Linked DNA regions of Danio rerio: region 1 is linked to region 2. A link is a contact called in public HiCAR-type data. All regions are on one chromosome and are shown on one strand. The core of a region is the stretch at or near the end of the contact, and the rest is flanking DNA. Distances in the headings are between cores, read along the strand shown.

The links. HiCAR-type assays count read pairs that join an accessible place to other places.
Region 1: a HiCAR-type map of caudal fin shows a contact between it and region 2, with 4 times the contacts expected there. The contact joins the promoter of asns here to the promoter of sdhaf3 in region 2. A contact is called at or near these places in 4 of 18 Hi-C or Micro-C datasets (caudal fin, embryo and an unstated tissue) and 1 of 4 datasets of contacts at active chromatin or transcription factors (caudal fin).

What each region holds. Positions count from the first base shown.
Region 1 is chr19:28,089,541-28,094,210 of GRCz12tu, forward strand. It overlaps asns (asparagine synthetase), which reads right to left and starts at 2,901. Exons shown (of 12, transcript NM_201163.3): 1 at 2,836-2,901; 2 at 909-1,164. The coding sequence starts at 1,157. bloc1s4 (biogenesis of lysosomal organelles complex-1, subunit 4, cappuccino) reads right to left here. Exons shown (of 5, transcript NM_001003475.1): 5 at 4,438-4,670.
Region 2 is chr19:27,937,895-27,942,191 of GRCz12tu, forward strand. sdhaf3 (succinate dehydrogenase complex assembly factor 3) reads left to right here and starts at 2,264. Exons shown (of 2, transcript NM_001005926.2): 1 at 2,264-2,678. The coding sequence starts at 2,502. It also overlaps a transcript of c1galt1a not described here.

The DNA of each region.
Region 1 (4,670 bases), core at 1,651-4,150, 150 kb after region 2:
ACGCACACACGCACACGCACACACACACACACAATAGATCACTGCATTATTGAGCAAACCATATTGCTGGCATGAAATTTAACAGGTATGTAATAGCCATGCAATTTCCAAAAAATAAAAGTATGTTACTGATACTCTGCTGGCTGATTTGCATGTTGATTCTAATCAGGAGCCGTTTGTGTTTCTTTTAGTTTGTTTATATCGTGTAGTTTTTACCATGGTACTGTATGCGTTTTTCTGTCATTTCAAAATGCCACTTTATTTTCACTTTGTGCCAGTCTTTTAATCAATCTGTTTGTGGGACAGTACATTTTGGTGATTTACATTTGTTTAAGCTGGTTATATATTTGAAAAAAAAGAGAAAATTATCACTTAAGTGATGACGAGGCTTCATTTAAATGGCACAAAACACGAAAAAGGTCTATAATTTATGTTGCGTGGGTGTTGAGATCCCGATCTTTTAATGATTAATCATGCAGCTTACACTGAATGCATTGATGCAGCCTAAACAAGTAGTGACAGAAAACACAGGAAAGCCTAAATGCTTTCATATATGTGATTTGTATGACGCAAGAGTCGATCTCTCTGTGAGAAAAAAAAAAATGTGAGAAAAAAAATATATATATACACACACACATATACATACATACATACATACATACATACATACATACATACATACATATACATATATAGATATTAATCCACGTGCCACGTGTTCCAAACCGTTGGTTGTGATCCAACAAAGAAATCTGTTACACAAACATTTAGGCCATGTAGTCTGAAGTGTTTTTTATTCAAATAAATACAAAAATTTCAAATATTTTAATACCTCTAAATAAAAAAGTAAGACTTTCAGTAATTCAGTGGATTCATTGAGATGAGATGTCAAAAACACTGTTACCAACCTTGATGTGGTTGTAGATTTCACCGTTGTAACATAACCACAGATAAGGGAACTTTTTGACTCGCAGAGGCTGCATGCCATAAAGCTGGTCCACAATCGCAAGACGGTGAAACCCAAAGCAGCAGTTAGTGAAACCGTTGACATTCTCGAAGCGGAAAGCATCCGGTCCACGATGAAAGATCTTCATGGCATTAGTGCACTGAACTGAAAGGCACTCATCACTACCAAACAAGGCCCATATGCCACACATTCTGATGCTGCGGATTAATAACAACATCAAAGGTATTATTAAGTAGAATATAATAAATATAATTTAAAAAATCATATTTTAAAATGGGCACAAACTAACAAGCCAAACTGCAATCCCATGAAAAGTGAAAATGACAAGTGAATTAAAAGAGCTTAAATTAAATATACAGTACATAAAAATGTATTAGTTAAGTTTATAGAACAAAATGGTTACTGCAAATTATATATACTACAAAATGTAGTGTTCATTGGGCCTATTAGAATTAAATCTATCAGGTTTAAAGGTACAGTTCAATAAAAGTAAAGGAAAAAATTTTGAAAAAAAAATAATAATCAACCAATCAGAGAGTAGAAGCGAGCAAGGTGAGAAAGAATACACCTTTAGCTTGCTTACTTGCTCTCAAAATACTTAGTTTCAAGTTTATTGCCTAGTATGCATATAAACAAGTAATTGTTTCATATACATCTATGTGAGATATTGATTTTGAATATTAAAAAAAAAAAACTCTTGACTTTTTGACTCTTCAGTTTTTGACTCTTTTTTTTTTTTTCTTCAGAGTTGTTTTAGGACTTTCGATTCATGTATCTATGGGGAAAATTACTAGAAACAACAAACGCCAAAAACAGTCGAACTACTTGCTTTACAAACAGTGTGTAAATAAATAGAAAATGTAATAAATAAAAATAGCATTTTATAAGAAAATATCAACATCAAGCAGCATAATGAACTTTTTTACAGCTAAAAATCTATGGAAGTGAATGAGTCATTAAATCTCGAGTAAATAATGTTTGAATGGCTGAGCCTGCTTTTATCAGAAAGAATAGGGTGAAAAGGATAAAGTACTTTTGCAACCATTGTTGCTGAAAAAGCAGGGCAGTAATGTACTACTGTATTTAGCTTCGAGTTTCCGCTGATGAGCCATCTTGCTTGAAATTTTCTTTCAGTTAAAGCATACTGTTGATTATCAAGTTAGTAGCTTTAACTGCCTTAAAAGTGTATAAGTTATTGCTTAATATATATATATATATATATATATATATATATATATATATATATATATATATATATATATATATATATATATAAACTCCCTTAAAGAGAAATAATGAGATTCATACTGCTGCACTATGTTTGCATTGAAACATCTTACTGTTAATTGGTCAATATTGTCAATAACAACAACAATAAACATAATACATATATACACAACTAAAAGTAAAACGTATCTTTTACATTCTTTAAAAAAAAGTATTAAAGCCGATTAGCAGATGCGCAATTTACGTGAATTGGTTACACTAGCAAGTAACTTATGCGTAATATTATAATAGCCAAATTGTTCATATTATTAATAGGAGCTTTTATCCTGTCATCAATACTTCCTGACTTGCAAAACCGGCCCACACATACACATAGCTGGCTTGAGCAACTTAACTGTTAAACTGCACAGATAAACCTTATAACTGTAAAATGCATGTAAGCAATACATTAGCTACGTTATACAAAATAAGCTGTTCAATTTTAACATTAATAGCCTAACGTTACTGCTGCTGAAACTAACATATGGCAGAAAGAGCTGCTTTGATTATTAATACTTGTTTAGTCGGAGGCTGTACTTCTGATTGCATATGAACGCATTAAACAGTGCGTATGACGTAAAACCACACATAAAGAATACTACCTTTAAGGATTTATTTGGTCAGCACTGGTCGAGAATAAGAGATAGGTCGCGTTTCCCGTGTTTCGCACTGAAGTTCGGATGATGAAACACATGTGCGGCGTTTCTGTGTCCTCTGCTGCTTCAGAGTGATAGTCGCCGCTGATTGGTCGTAATTCGTCATGTGACTGCTCAGCGTACTAGAACTGGAAGTACTGATGATGAACTGACGTATACTAATTCATTTCTCTTAATAAAACACAAAAATATATTGATGCTAACTGTTCCTTTTGTAAGCAATACCCAGAGTCAATACCCTTAGTTCACTTACTTTGGTAATGCAGTTATTTTAATTTGGTTTGGAAAGATTTTTTTTCCTTTTAGAAATTGAGTACTTTGAGAGTGTTAATGTTAAAATGTTTTGTTTGGTTTTGTTTTCTGCAAAACAGAACCTTTACATAAAAAGAAAATATATTTCCTTAATCTTATTAACAAAGTTTTATATACATAATAGTACAGCTATTATATTATAATACATACAAAAATGCAAACTCCATAGAGCAGCGCCAACTGACCCAGTCGAGGCTCGAACCAGCAACCTTGTTGCTGTGAGGCGACGGCACTACCTACTGCGCCAATACATATATAAATATATATTCAAAATCATTATTTCACACACAGGGGGTGCTGGTGGGCTGGTGTACTGCAGAATTCAGTTCCAACCCCAATAAGATACACTTGAACCTAATCAAGCTCTTTGTAGAAATACTACAACAGGGGTGTCCAAACTCGGTCCTGGAGATTCGGTAGCCTGCAGAGTAGTTACAACTTGCTTCAACACACCTGATAGGAGGTTTCTAATATATCTAGTAAGAGTTTGATTAGCTGGTTCAGGTGGGTTTGTTTAGGGTTGAAGCTAAACCCTCAAGAACACCGACCCTCCAGGACTGAGTTTGGACACCACTGTACTAGGAACTTCCAGGCAAGCATGTTGAAGGAAGCTGGAGCTAAACTATTCATGGCACTAGCCCTCCAAAACTGAGTTTGGAAACCCCTGCTATTCATATATACCACTTTAATACTCTCTATTTTGTTTCTCTGGATTTACTAGGTATGGGTTTGAGAAAACTTGTTATTTTTATAATTATTATAATATACACTTTTACATTTTTTTTAAAATCTAAAGTGACAGCTTTTCTAATGGCTCAAAACTTAGGACATTACACAGTACACTTCAATTATTGTGTTCTGCTACATGTGTGTGTATGTATATGTATATCACATTTTTTTCTTTTTTTTTTTGATCTTGAGATACTTTAAGACTCTTAAAATCCTGAAGTGACTGGTGAGATGTAAACTGTATATCCAGATATTATGACAGTTTTTAAGCTAACATTTTTTTAGGTTCCACTGGACATTAAATTCAAAGAGAGCACCCAGATACTAAATGCATTATGAGGGTTAATGAAGCCTGTTATTGTTACTTTTACCTTGCATACACACACAACTTTTTTGTAGTTCCTAATACAAAAATGAAACATATACATAAAAAAGCTACCTTCAGACTTGTTCAGTTGACCAATAACAACCATACTTGCACATGTGTAACAAAAAGTTGTCTCTTTATGCTCTAGGCTACATCTGTAAATTTATTACAAATAGACAATCATTAGTCACAATTCTCATCATTAACAATTAGCAGAACACAACCGTCCATGGACATTTAAGTATAAAAGTAAATGGTCCATGACAAACAATATTTGTTGTGGTGTTTGTTTGGCTGAAGAGTGCGGCACTTTATGCTACATAATAACCCAGTGTCATTTACACTGGTCATGTGTGTTCATGAAATATCAATT
Region 2 (4,297 bases), core at 1,014-3,513:
AGCTCTTAAACGTCCTGCCCTAAACACACAGATGAATTTACAGGTTGTGCAACATAGTTTTGCTGCATCAGCAAAAATCAGTGAGTGTAAGCCTGTTATTTTATCATGCTGTTGTGTTTTTATACACAGACGTGAGCAGATAAGATGTCTTTCAATAACCAAGCAAAATATTTCCATTGCTTATTATATTATATTATATTATATTATATTATATTATATTATATTATATTATATTATATTATATTATATTATATTATATTATATTATATTATATTATATTATATTATATTATATTGCCTATTTGAAAATTTCTAAACTTTCTGAATTAATTTGTAATACATTACAACAGACTAATCATTAAAAATATAGCAATAGATAAAATAACAATTGAATGAACAGATGAATGTACATGATTGTAGGCTATTTATTTTTGTACAGTAGCTATATTGAATTGCGCAAGCAGCTTTTGCCGTTTTTCTTATTCGTTTCGGTAAATTTCACAAATCAGAATTTAAATTTGCAAAACTGTATTAGTGCATTTCTCAAAACAAAACAAAACAAAAAATAGCAAAACACCATGAATTACCTGCAAAAGCCAGTCTCTTGCTAAAAAATCCTTAGCTTATCTCTAAAGACTAAAAATCTGTGTCAATGAACATGTCAGTGCCGTCAGAATGACAAGTCCTTGTGTCATTGTGTATTGATAAGACAGTCATTGTTGATAAGACAAATTACTTGTTGTCAATACAGCAGTATACTCTGGAGGGATGTTCTTGTGTAATTTATGGCTACAGTTTTAATTATCAATATATTCTCACTTTTCGGTTACACCTTAGTGTTTGATTGCAAGAGACTGGACAAGATTCACATTTACACCTTTACTGTTTGTACTGTAATTTGTTAACAGGTAATTCCATTACGATACCGAAAAAGAAGGGCCCTGCATAACACAAATGATAAAAACAAAAGTAGAAATTTCATTTGCATCTTAGTTAGAGAAAGTCAATATTCACCTGGAAGCAATACCAATTAAGGACAGATTTTTAAAACAAAATATAAATGTATAAAAAATGGATTATGACAAAATTTTTTGATCACTTGTTCAACCCATATGCATGTAAAGACTTGCAATGAACAAAAACCTAAATGTTGTGATGTTTCAATTGGTTAAACTTACAAACTCAGGTTTAGCTGCCTTGAAAATGTGAGTCAACTCAACTTTGTGGGGCTGTCATGGTGGCGCAGTGGGTAGCATGATCGCCTCACAGCAAGAAGGTCACTGGTTTGAGCCTCGGCTGGGTCAGTTGGTGTTTCTCTGTAGAGTTTGCATGTTCTTGTGTGCGTTTCCTCCAGGTTCTCCGGTTTCCCCCACAGTCCAGAGACATGTGGTACAGGTGAAATAAATAAGCTAAATTGGCCATAGTGTGTGTGTGTGTGTGTGTGTGTGTGTGTGAATGCAAGAATGTAATGGTATTTTGTTGGCTTAGTTAGGCTGGATTAGTTGGTGGTTCATTCCGCTGTGGCAGATGAATGAAGGGACTAAGCAGAAAATGAATGAATAAACTCAACTTAGAGAGATTCGATGTATCCACTTAAGATGTTGTTACAGAATATATTTACCTAAAACACAACATCTTAAGTTGAAACAAAGAATCTCTCTATGTTGAGTTGACTCGCATTTTCATGGCAGCTAGTGAACTTGAGTTTGTAACTTTAACCAAACATTTTACAATGTGGTGGTGAGACTATCGTATAATAACATTATAATACATTTTGATCAGAATTACAATGAAACTTTTTTATGTGCACAAGTGACACTATGATCTGAAGATTGAACCAGTAGTTTTGAGAATTTTAATTTTGATCTAAGAAGCTACCAAAGCGACTGAAAAAAACTGCAATACAAAATCAGAGGCGATAGCGCCATCACCCGACCATTGATTTGAGTTGAATTTATTCCTGAAGAATACTTATTTCTCTGTAAAATTCTATACACTTAGCTGATATTCGACCACGGGAGTTACTTGTGTTTTTCACCACTGTCATATTATGCATGGCATCAGCTATCATATCAAGCTAATGCCATGGTTGAGTTTAACTTATTTGTACATCTATGGTAATATATCTTATTTAAAGAAAAAAGTCAATTTAAGGTATCGTGTCAGAGGAAACAATTATGCATCAAAAATGCCTGTTATTACTTACCAAGTTACCTGTTTTAATGTAAATTAATTCCGACAATCCTTATGCGATGTATCCTACAGGCCAGCAGAGGGCAGCAGCAGCTCCAATAACACACAGCGCTGCGGAGAAGAAACCAGCATGTACACAAGGGCATGCACTTGGTAATAAATTTTATGTAATTACTGTATTTGTATTAAGTAATCTGTCCGTCTCTCTTATAAGCTATGATTTAAGTAGCTCGTGTTCTGGGCTGCTGCAGTGCGTTATTGTGAATCATATCAGTTTCATACAAAGTTCACTGGCAGAAAAGTAGCCTAATGGCAAATCCAGCACATATATCAGCGGTTCGGACTTTGTATAAGAAAATCCTGGTGCTTCACCGATTTCTGCCCATTGACCTGCGGGCTCTGGGCGACCAGTATGTGAAGGATGAGTTCAGGAGACACAAGACTTCTTCAGATGAAGAGGCCAAACACTTCATGGTGGAATGGCAGGTAAGAGAAAGCAAATACATTTTAATTGACACCAGGCCTGTGTATTTTATTTACCCGAATAAATGTTTAATTTCTTTTCAAAGAGTGTAAATTTTAAGCAAATAACGTTAGCTCACCCTTCTGGCGGAGTATATTTAACATGTAATCTACATAACTTGTACTAGACAGCACACAAGTATTTTTTTCAGTGAAGTACTAGCTCTTATTAGTCAGCTGCTGGTGTATTTTCTTTAGGTTCCTGCTTATTACGTTATTATACTAAATATATTATTTATAGCCTATTATAATATAAATGTTTATAAATATATTATTAACGTTAGATACAAGCTGTTATTTATTAGACACTAGGAACCTTTGTAATGATCACTAGAAACAAGTTTTTTTTTAAACTGCTTGTTCTATGTTGGTACTAGTCAGAATGGTCACGGTATTTAATAATAAAAGTTTAAAAAGTACAGTTTAGTGAGGTGTAAATATTCATTCATTAATTTTCCTTTGTCTTAGTCCCTTTAATTTTCAGGGGTTGCCAAAGAGGAATGATCCGCCAGCTTATCCAGCACGTTTTAAACAGCAGATGCCCTTCCAGCTGCATCCCAGTATTGTAAAACATCCATACACAATTATTCACACACACATGCACACACACACACACACACACACACACACACACGCACACACACACACACTACAGCCAATTTTGTGTTATCCAATTCACTTATAGCTCATGTTTTGGACTGTGGGGGAAACCGGCACACACGGGGAGAACATGCAAACTCCACATAGGAATGCCAACTAACCCAGCAGGGACTTGAACCAGCGACCTTTTTCCTGTGAGGTGACAGTGCTAACCACTGAGCCCCAGTGTCACCCGGTGTGATACATAATGTAGTAATTCCATACTGGTTAATAACTAGGTACTTTACTGTAGTTAAATTATTGAAAAACATTACACTGTATGACATATTTATTTACTCAATTATTTATTTAAATAATATTTTTACAATTTTTTTGTGCTTTCATGTAATTTATATTTTTACATTTTAATAAAATTTAGATAATTTTGCTTACATTTTACATTCATCTTATTCTAGCGTATTATATTATTTATTCCAACTTTAAAATGTATTTATTTGTTTTTATTTTAATACTGCATCAATTTAGGTGACGCAGTGGCACAGTAGGTTGTGTTGTCGCCTCACAGCAAGAAGGTCGCTGGTTCGAGCCTCGGCTGGGTCAGTTGGCGTTTATGTGTGGAGTTTGCATGTTCTCCCTGTGTTCGCGTGGTTTTCCTCCAGGTGCTCCAGTTTTCCCCATAGTCCAAAGACATGTGGTACAGGTGGATTGGGTAGGCTAAATTGTCGGTAGTGTATGAGTGTGTGTATGTGTGTATATGAGTGTGTGTGTAGATGTTTTCCAGAGATGGGTTGCTGCTGGAAGGACATCTGCTGCTTAAAAGACGTGATGGATAAGTTGGCAGTTCATTCCACTGTGGCAACCTCAGATGCATCAATTTATCCTGATATTCTCTTTTTTAATATATGAATTAAACGATTTAGAATTAGTACTAATCTTTTTTTGTCTTTCTTCAGCATTTTATTATTATTGTCCCAATAAGGCAG